Regions from separate parts of the Mus musculus genome. Here region 1 is linked to region 2. The links are chromatin contacts, called in public Hi-C maps. All regions are on one chromosome and are shown on one strand. Each heading gives the region's core, a stretch centred on a gene start, on an enhancer-like site or on the middle of the called end of the contact. The rest is flanking DNA. Distances are from core to core; before and after follow the strand shown.

Region 1 (3,808 bases), core at 820-3,319, 120 kb before region 2:
AGAAGTCTCTTGGGTTGTGTGAGTGGCTGTACTTGACTTTTAAAACCTGACCTGAGCTGCTTTCTGATGTGGGTTTGCTGCCGTGCTCCTGCCAGAGCCCCCTGACTGTTCTGGCTCCCCTCATCCTCACCAAGCATTGACAGTATCCATCTCTGACATCATTTCACTCTGGAAGGTGGAGGGGTTGCATTTCCTGTGATGGAAACTCACATGGCCCTCCCAACTCGTGATCGAGTCTTTTCACGGGGAATTTGCTCCTCGTGTTTTCCTTAGGGATGTGTCAGTTCCAGTGTTGTACCCACTTCCGGGCTGAGTTCTCTTCTAAGTTGTAAGTGTTCTGAATATGCTCATGTCAGAGTGCAGCGTATGCTGGTGCCTGTTTTCTCTGGGTCTAGCATTTATTGTCATTTTAAAAATATTTTTATTAGTTGTGTAATGATGTGTATAAATACTTTTGTGTGTGGTGTGCACATGTGAGTGCAGATGCCTTGTAGAGTCCAGAAGAGGGCATTGTGGGCCCTGGAGCCAGAGTTATGGATGGTTGTAAGCCATTGGATACAGTTGCTGGGAATGACACTCAGGTCCTCTGCATTCTTAACTACTGAGCCAGCTGCCCAGGTCTGTGTGTAGTTTGTGATGTCGTGTGTGTGTGTGTGTGTGTGTGTGTGTGTGTGTAAAATATTTAACCCAGGCTGGTCTGGAGCTCATAGTGATCCTCCCGCCTCAGCTTTCTGTATGCTAGGATTATAGGTATAAGCTACCACACAAGGCTTAGCTTATGCTTTTTAATATCCCATTTAAGGAAAGTCAAATAGCTCAATATTGTGGAAGTGCTGGGACCTGGCATCCCACTTGAAGTCTCAGGAACCCCTTGGTCTCTGAAGCACACACTGGAATCTGGTGCTTCAGAAGGTGACTTTCAGCCCTGGGAGAACAGAACGAAGAGACCCTTACGTGTCTGTACAGGGGACACAACACAAAAGCAGCAGTCCTCTCCAACTGCAGGTTAGCCACAGCCCCCCTTGCTACTGTCCCCCACAAGACAGCTGGGTCTGCTGCCACCCAGCAGAGCCATCTCCCTTCCATGTGACCATGGGGTCTGAAAGATTGATGGCTGCATTTAAAACATTCGCACAGACCTGGAATCAACACTAGAAAATACAGATTTAAATGAGCAAGGAAAAGGCAGAATGAAAGGAAATAAATTGTGCTGGCAACTACTGTCACGTAATAAAATGTCATGTGTAACTGAAGGGCTTTTGCACAGGGCTGTGTGAGGCTTAGTGGCCATGTTAATTGAATAAGGTGCCTCATATTGACTCGGGGCAAGAATGAAATTTCCCTTAGCATCTATTTAGCTGGAGTTGTTGTTGGCAGCGGCCTGATGCTCATCTGTTACAGAACTCCCAGCCCCTCTGCACTGATGTAACGGCTCCAGAAGCAGTGTCCACCCCGGCCCTGCAGGTATGGCCTGTCTCCCCAGGTATGGCAGGACCTGACAGGGCCTGAAGGAGCAAAGCTGGACACAGGCTCTGGAGGGCTTAGAGGCTGCCCGGATGCCTTTCCATAAACCAGATGTTGGAAAAATGGTTCCCTGAACCAAGTAGCGGTTGTTGATGACTGATGATCCCTAAGATTCCTAAGGAGAAGGCAAACAGCCCTCTAGCTTTCCTGGTGTTAGGGGATCTCTCCATAGTCACTGTGTCTGCCCATGAAGTGGTCACTTGCAGCCCACTCTTGTGATCCCCTGTTTCTGTTACACAATAGGCACCAGACACAGTTACCTCCTCGGATATCTTGGTAGTGGTTGAAGCTGTGCAGCCCTTGACCCAGCTTCAGAAGAAGCTGTGATCAGAGCAGCCCCTGGAACGTTCTGTCCCTCCCATCGCTGCTGCAGCACAGTGCCTGCCTTGATCTCACCTGGATTTGGCACGTTCTTGGGGCTGGCAGGTTCACTTTCAAATGTGGAAACTCGATTTTTGTCCTCCTCCTCGCGGGTGCTTCAGGTGCCAGTGTGGTCTGTCTAGCAGTCTCCTATTTCAGCATGCAGTTGTACTGCAGCTGCAGCTGTCCCCCAGTGTTTGATATCCGTGGCTTTATAAGCCGTGCCACGAGGAGCGTGTGTACTGTGTATCTGAAGTTTTCCTTGAGTCAGAGGGAGCGACATTTTCCAAACCATTAACCAGCCCAGTCCTGAGGAGGCAGGTGGGAAGGCTTGCTGGAAGATTCCCAAAATCATCCCTAATTACAAGTCAAAGTCAAGTGTATTCATTCAGCAAGTCCTAGACACCTTTACAGGGCTTTGTTCTCAGCACTGGGGTGGTGAGAGGAGAAGACACGGTGCAAGTCAAGCTCTGCCCACAGAGGGAGGCTGTGCAGGGAGCAAGCTGGGCTCCTTGAATTAGAAAGGAGTTCTTGGGGGCTGGAGAGATGGCTCAGCGGTTAAGAGCACTGACTGCTCTTCCAGAGGTCCTGAGTTCAATTCCCAGCAACAACATGGTGGCACACAACCATCTGTAATGGTATCCAATGCCCTCTTCTGGTGTGTCTGAAGGAAGTGACTGTGTACTCATATACATAAAATAAATCTTTAAAAAGAAAAGAATTCTTGGGGTGGGTTATCTCTTCTAGGGTGATCAAAGCGGCTATAGGTGACGCAGCCTGGCCGGCTATAGGTAAGGCAGCCTGGCCTACAGAAGCCTCTGCAGAGGACGGAGCAAGTGCAGAGGCCTGGAGCAGTTCTGAAAGCCACAGGGACAGGGCACAAAAGGCTGAAGCTGGAATTGGCCAATGTGGGGGTGTGGGCTGGGCTAAGCCGACAAGACCTCACAGCCATGGGATTCAGTTTAAGACAGAGGAAATTCCCCAGTGGGTTTGCATTGGCTCCACTCTCAAGCTCTCAGGAGCCAGGCTCTAGGATGGCTAAGGAAGAAAGGGTTGATTTTGGGCTCACACTTTGAGGATATAGTCTATCCTGGTGGGGAAGGCATGAGGACAGGGGCTGAGGCAGCTGGTCACATTGTGTCCACAGTCAGGAAGCGCAGAAAGATGGCCCGAGCGCTCAGCTTGCTTCCTCCTGATTGTTTGGGCAGGGACCCACTGCCGTGGGGCGTTGCTATAGGGCTTCCCAACTCAGCCTGGTCTAAAAACTCCCGTCCTGCCATGCCCAGAGACTTGTTTCTGTGGAGATTCTAAATCCCACCAACTTGACAAGATCAACCCTCGCGCCAACTTAAGGGTTCACCTGGTTCTAACGTGACACTTGTTTGCATCACGACCTGTATCTGCTGGCAGATGACATGTCTCTCCAGAGGCCACCCAGCTCCCAGGTGCTAGCATTGAGACTGGATCCCATATCCAGTGAGTGAACTGTGGAGGGCAGTGTCCTCACCCACAGAGGGCCAGGCCACTAGCTGTCCACCTGTGTACCGTGCACTGCCGCCTGCTGGGGTGCTATGGTAGGTTGTGGCAGAGATCTTGAATCCGCTGGGTCACTGGCTTCAGAAAAATGGCCAGGGCATTGCCACCCAGCATGAGTGACCTCTCTCTAGCCTAGGTCCAAGATCTGAGGCAGCATAGCTTTAAATAAAGTTATTGCCACCAGGAGATTTAGGGATCTGTACTCTCGTTTCCATTCTTCCTGGTGTTTCTGTTAGGAGGCCCATCTCCTCTCTGAGTCACCTTCTCTGGCAGGGTTAAGCACTGGGTATGAGGCTGGCCACCCTATGTCTGACACCAGGAACTGCAGTTGAAACTTGCTTCAGCCTCAGCTCCTCTCACCTGAGCACTGTGGATCTGTGGTCCCAGC
Region 2 (4,198 bases), core at 1,236-3,735:
CTTCATAGGCATATAAATAGGTTGGCCCAGCTCTCCTGGGGCTCGCTTGCTATCTGATTCACCCTAAGATGCTGACAGCTTATTCTAGCAGCACACAAGGGCACATGTGCTGGCTTGAGTGTGGAAGGGCCTGAGGCCTTTTGGGAGGGGAATACTTTTGATTCTGTTTTGGGATACAGTGATCTTGCCAAGGCCTCTGCTGGGGACTGGCTTGTGAGCTGTGCAGCCTCGGGAAAAGTCTTGACCTCTCTGAACCCCACTCTCCTCTGTTAGGCAGGCATCATAGTCAGGCTTGAAACTGTTGTCATATAGATTAGATAAGAATGTCCACGTTAGTTCTCATCCCTGAACTGGCTAGGAGCGCAGGACAGCCTGGGTCTCCCACACTCACCCCGGTCTCCTCCCCCTCCCACACCTTCATCCTCATCTTCGTAACAGTACCAGTGGTAGGTACCATCTCTGAGACCACCACATTCCTCTCTGAAGAATGATACAGGGTGGAGCTGTACCCAGCACTGGACCCTGGAGACAGGAAAACACTCCTAGCACAGGGCAGGTGCAAAGGAGGGCCTAATACAGGGATGTGGTCTTTGAGACAAAATTTAGCTACTTATTCTCAATTCTGGGACTTCATCTTTGGGAGGGAGGGGGCAACATAGACCGTTGTGACGGCCACGGTGGGCATTGCTAGCATCAGGCAGCCCTCGGGGAGGAGGCTGCTGACGTAGGGTACCAGCCTGGCTTCAGCAGACCCAGCTCTGCCTCCACGGCCTTTGTTTCTCCATTCATCAGAGGACCTCACAAGGACGAAGCAAGTGTGTGCCACCACCATCTCCCATAGGCTCCTACTTAGCTCATTCACTGCCAGCCTGGAAGTAGGTCCCATGAAAAGCCCAGTGATCCCACTCTTTAGATGAGGAAGCCCAGACCACAGAGATGTCTGTAACTGTAGGTAGGGCTTACAATGATAACAAATCTGAACAGACTTCAGAACCCGTAGCCCCAGCCCAGCCCCGCCCCCTGGGATCCGTGCTTGCAAGTGCGCCCCTAGTGGCAGCCGCTGGGCACCGTTTGGTTCTCTGCAATCATCCCATGTAGAGCCTCCATGTCAGAAGGGATATCCATCGTGATGGAGAAGCCCTGGGACTATGGTGGGCTCAATTTCATTCACTCATTCATTCACTCATTCACTCATTCATCAGCCATCCCTGAGCCCCACTCCTGCCAGGCACTTGTCTCCAGAGGGGGCACGTAACCTGTAAATTAGGGTTGGGGCTGGGGCTTCTGAGGACAAGGAAGGATGCTGGGCTGGACAGAGGCCGTAGGCAGAGGCTGGGGGCAGGCAGTGCTATCAGAAACCAATGCCTGACCTCATCCTCCTCCAGTGCACTCAGACTTGGAGTGAGGCTGGTGAGCTATACTTCCAGAACAGAGAGACATGATGTCTGCAGTTCCCCTACAGATTCACAGGACCAGGAGGAGGCAAGAACCCAGAGCTACGGGGAAGGGGTTGTGGATTCAGCTATGAACAAAGAGATCCACAGAGGGGCCTCAGAGGAGCGTGGGGCACAAAGGGCTTGAGGCTCGCAGTGGAGGTGGGGACCACAGCTGCTACCCTGGCCTTGCACAGCGATGGGCAGGATGATAGTGGCGGCAGTCGAGGGGGCTCACAATCTCCTCCCCTGGAAGTTCTTTATCAGCAGGATGCGCCCGTTGCCAGGGAGCCCGCTGCAGGCCCCGCTTCAGCCGTTGCGGGGCGGATTATCAGAAAGATTTGAGTCTTTTTAATTAAATCCAAGCCGAATGCAATTCTGTACCCGCTCCGAGAAGCCCATTCAGTATCTTGTCGTCGCCCTCCGATGGCTTTGTCCCAAAGGCCCTGCTATCAGGCCACTATCTGGCCATGAGACTGTCACCCCACACACACCACCCCCATCCCCCATCCTTCCACCTGATAGCAGTGCGCACCTGGAGTAAATGTGCTAGAAGTGGTTTCCTGCCAGCAGGGTGCTGACACCACGGCCTCCTGGGAAGCTCTGTCCTGAGATGGGCACAAAGCCAGACCCATGAGTGCCTCTCTCAGCCTTGGGAGTTCTCACAGCTACCATAGAAGAATCCACACCTTTCTCAAGGCACAGGCACTGCGTTCTGGCTGGTGATGAAGGTTGTCGTCCCTCTTTGCTGATGACCCAGGATCCACATGACCGCCAAGCAGCAGTCAAGACCTGAACCTTTCTGTCAGACCTCCACGTTAATTCCTGTAGATGCTACTTTGAGTGCCTGCCTTGGCTCCTCAACTGCCCCAGCTGTCCCAGGTTCTATCCAATTATTTAACGAGGTACCACAAACGTCACTGTACTCTAAGTAGCTGCCAGGTGTAGAATCCTTCCCTTGATGTCTCTTTGGGACCTTCCTCAGCTCGGGAGGCAGCTATAGCTCTCTGCCATCCAGATGGCATGATGGAAGACCCCAGAGAACTGTCACCTGCTCCTCAGCAAAGCCACAAAAACCTCACCTAGGTCCTTTGAGCAAGTAACAGGCATAGGGACCTCCCTCCTCCCTCAAAGGAGGCAGCACGTGGCCAGCTCTGAGCCAGGGTTAGGACTCACGGTCCCAGACTGGCTTCACACTGCAGAAGGCAAAATTAACTCGATAAATAACACAGGCACGGAGGGCACACTCTTCTCAGGAAGGCCAGCGGCTCTGGCACCCATGCCTCTGTGCAGGTTGTTTAAGGCTAAGCTTTAATTGCAGGTCCACGCCCTGGTCGTAGCCAGCCTGCAGCGGGGACATGTGTGCTTCTTAATTAAATTTGGTCATACAACCCCTTAGCACAGCGTTAGCTGCTAGGAAACCAGTGGTCTCATTGGGCGACTGTGCCCTAAGCCCTGTCCTCCAGCATCCTGCCCTGGCCCTGGCGCTGGCCTTACTTCTCACAAAGTCACCATGCCAAGCAAGGCAGCCTAGCCCCACTGTGTGGCAAGCTTCTGCCACTCAGAATGTGGGTGAATCAGGAGCCCCATCCTACCCCAGAAACCAGAAGCAATCTATGCAAGGTAAAGACCATCCCCTTGTGTGGTGGAGCACGCCTTTAATCCCAGCACTTGGGAGGCAGAGGCAGGCGGATTTCTGAGTTCGAGGCCAGCCTGGTCTACAAAGTGAGTTCCAGAACAGCCATGGCTACACAGAGAAACCCTGTCTCGAAAAAAAAAAAAAAAAGTCACCACCAAGAGGGCTCAGGTGGTAGCCCATCTTGGAACCTGTGTGCTCCACAGTGTCCCTGGTTGGAACTGTTGCTACCCCCACCTTACAGATAAAGAAACTGAGGCTCAGAAATGACTTACTGGGGACTCTATGATCTGATTGTGGTTAGCCTAGGAATTGAAAGGATCATTGCTTCAGTTCATCTACCCTGAAAATAAAGTTAAGGAGCCTCACTTGAGATTTAGAAGCATCAAATTAAGACAGCGGAGTGTGGGATATGGGTCTCAGTAACTGAGCATTTCCCATTCTTCTTTACTGCATGCCACAAAAGTCTCTCATTCTCTCTTTAGAATTCCAGACATATTAATTCTAATTAATTCATTAGAACATGAAGCCACTTGTAATTGAGCACTATTTTTCTCTTTTTCTAAAGGAAGAAACTCAGTGTGTGTGTGTGTGTGTGTGTGTGTGTTAGGCAGAGGGGTTGTGCACATGAGTGCAGGTGACTTCATCAGCCAGAAGAGGGCGCTAAATATCCAGGAGTTGGAGTTACAAAAATACTGCAAGGTTCTCTGCAAGGGCACTGAGAACCAGACACAAATCCTCTGCAGGAGCAGCTGAGCCTCCTCCCCAGGTCCCGCTACTATCTTTTTTTAGTTCATTTCTCCTGTTTGCCAGTTTGTTCATTCATTTGAAATACATGCATTCATTCATTCACCTCTCCCAGGTGCTGTCTCATGCTAGTACAAAGGTACCAGCCTCCTGCTGCCTTCCAGCCCCCTCCACAGCTCTGTTCTACTGCACTGGCTGTAAACTCTGTGTAAAAAAGCCTTTTCCTTCCTTCTTAGGACCTTTGGTGAACTCCTATTCATCCTTCAAAGCCCTTGTCCTTTTCCCCCACCTAAGCAAATTAGTTTTTTTTTCTTCTTCTTCTTCTTCTCAATTTAGCACAAACTAGAGTCATTTGGGAAAAAGGGAACCTTAGTTGAGAAGA

What was found. Hi-C and Micro-C count contacts between places; a contact is called where the count stands out from the background.
Region 1: a contact with region 2 is called in a Hi-C map of the P5424 cell line, with 2.5 times the contacts expected there. The contact joins the promoter of Nron here to the enhancer-like site in region 2. A contact is called at or near these places in 9 of 39 promoter capture datasets (cranial neural crest, embryonic stem cells, hippocampal neurons and 4 more) and 3 of 484 Hi-C or Micro-C datasets (the P5424 cell line, myocytes and nephron progenitors).

Annotation. Positions count from the first base shown.
Region 1 is chr2:33,804,077-33,807,884 of GRCm38.p6, reverse strand. Nron (non-protein coding RNA, repressor of NFAT) reads right to left here and starts at 2,069. Exons shown (of 3, transcript NR_045729.1): 1 at 1,921-2,069. All of the region lies in intron 6 of Mvb12b (multivesicular body subunit 12B), which reads left to right.
Region 2 is chr2:33,687,153-33,691,350 of GRCm38.p6, reverse strand. No RefSeq gene overlaps it. Among named protein-coding and RNA genes, the nearest start is that of 9430024E24Rik, 30 kb to the left of the region's middle. Within about 2 kb of position 2,485, at least 19 of the 459 cell types and tissues checked have an H3K27ac peak or open chromatin away from gene starts, as enhancers often do. A contact at or near this core is called in the P5424 cell line, where this site is marked.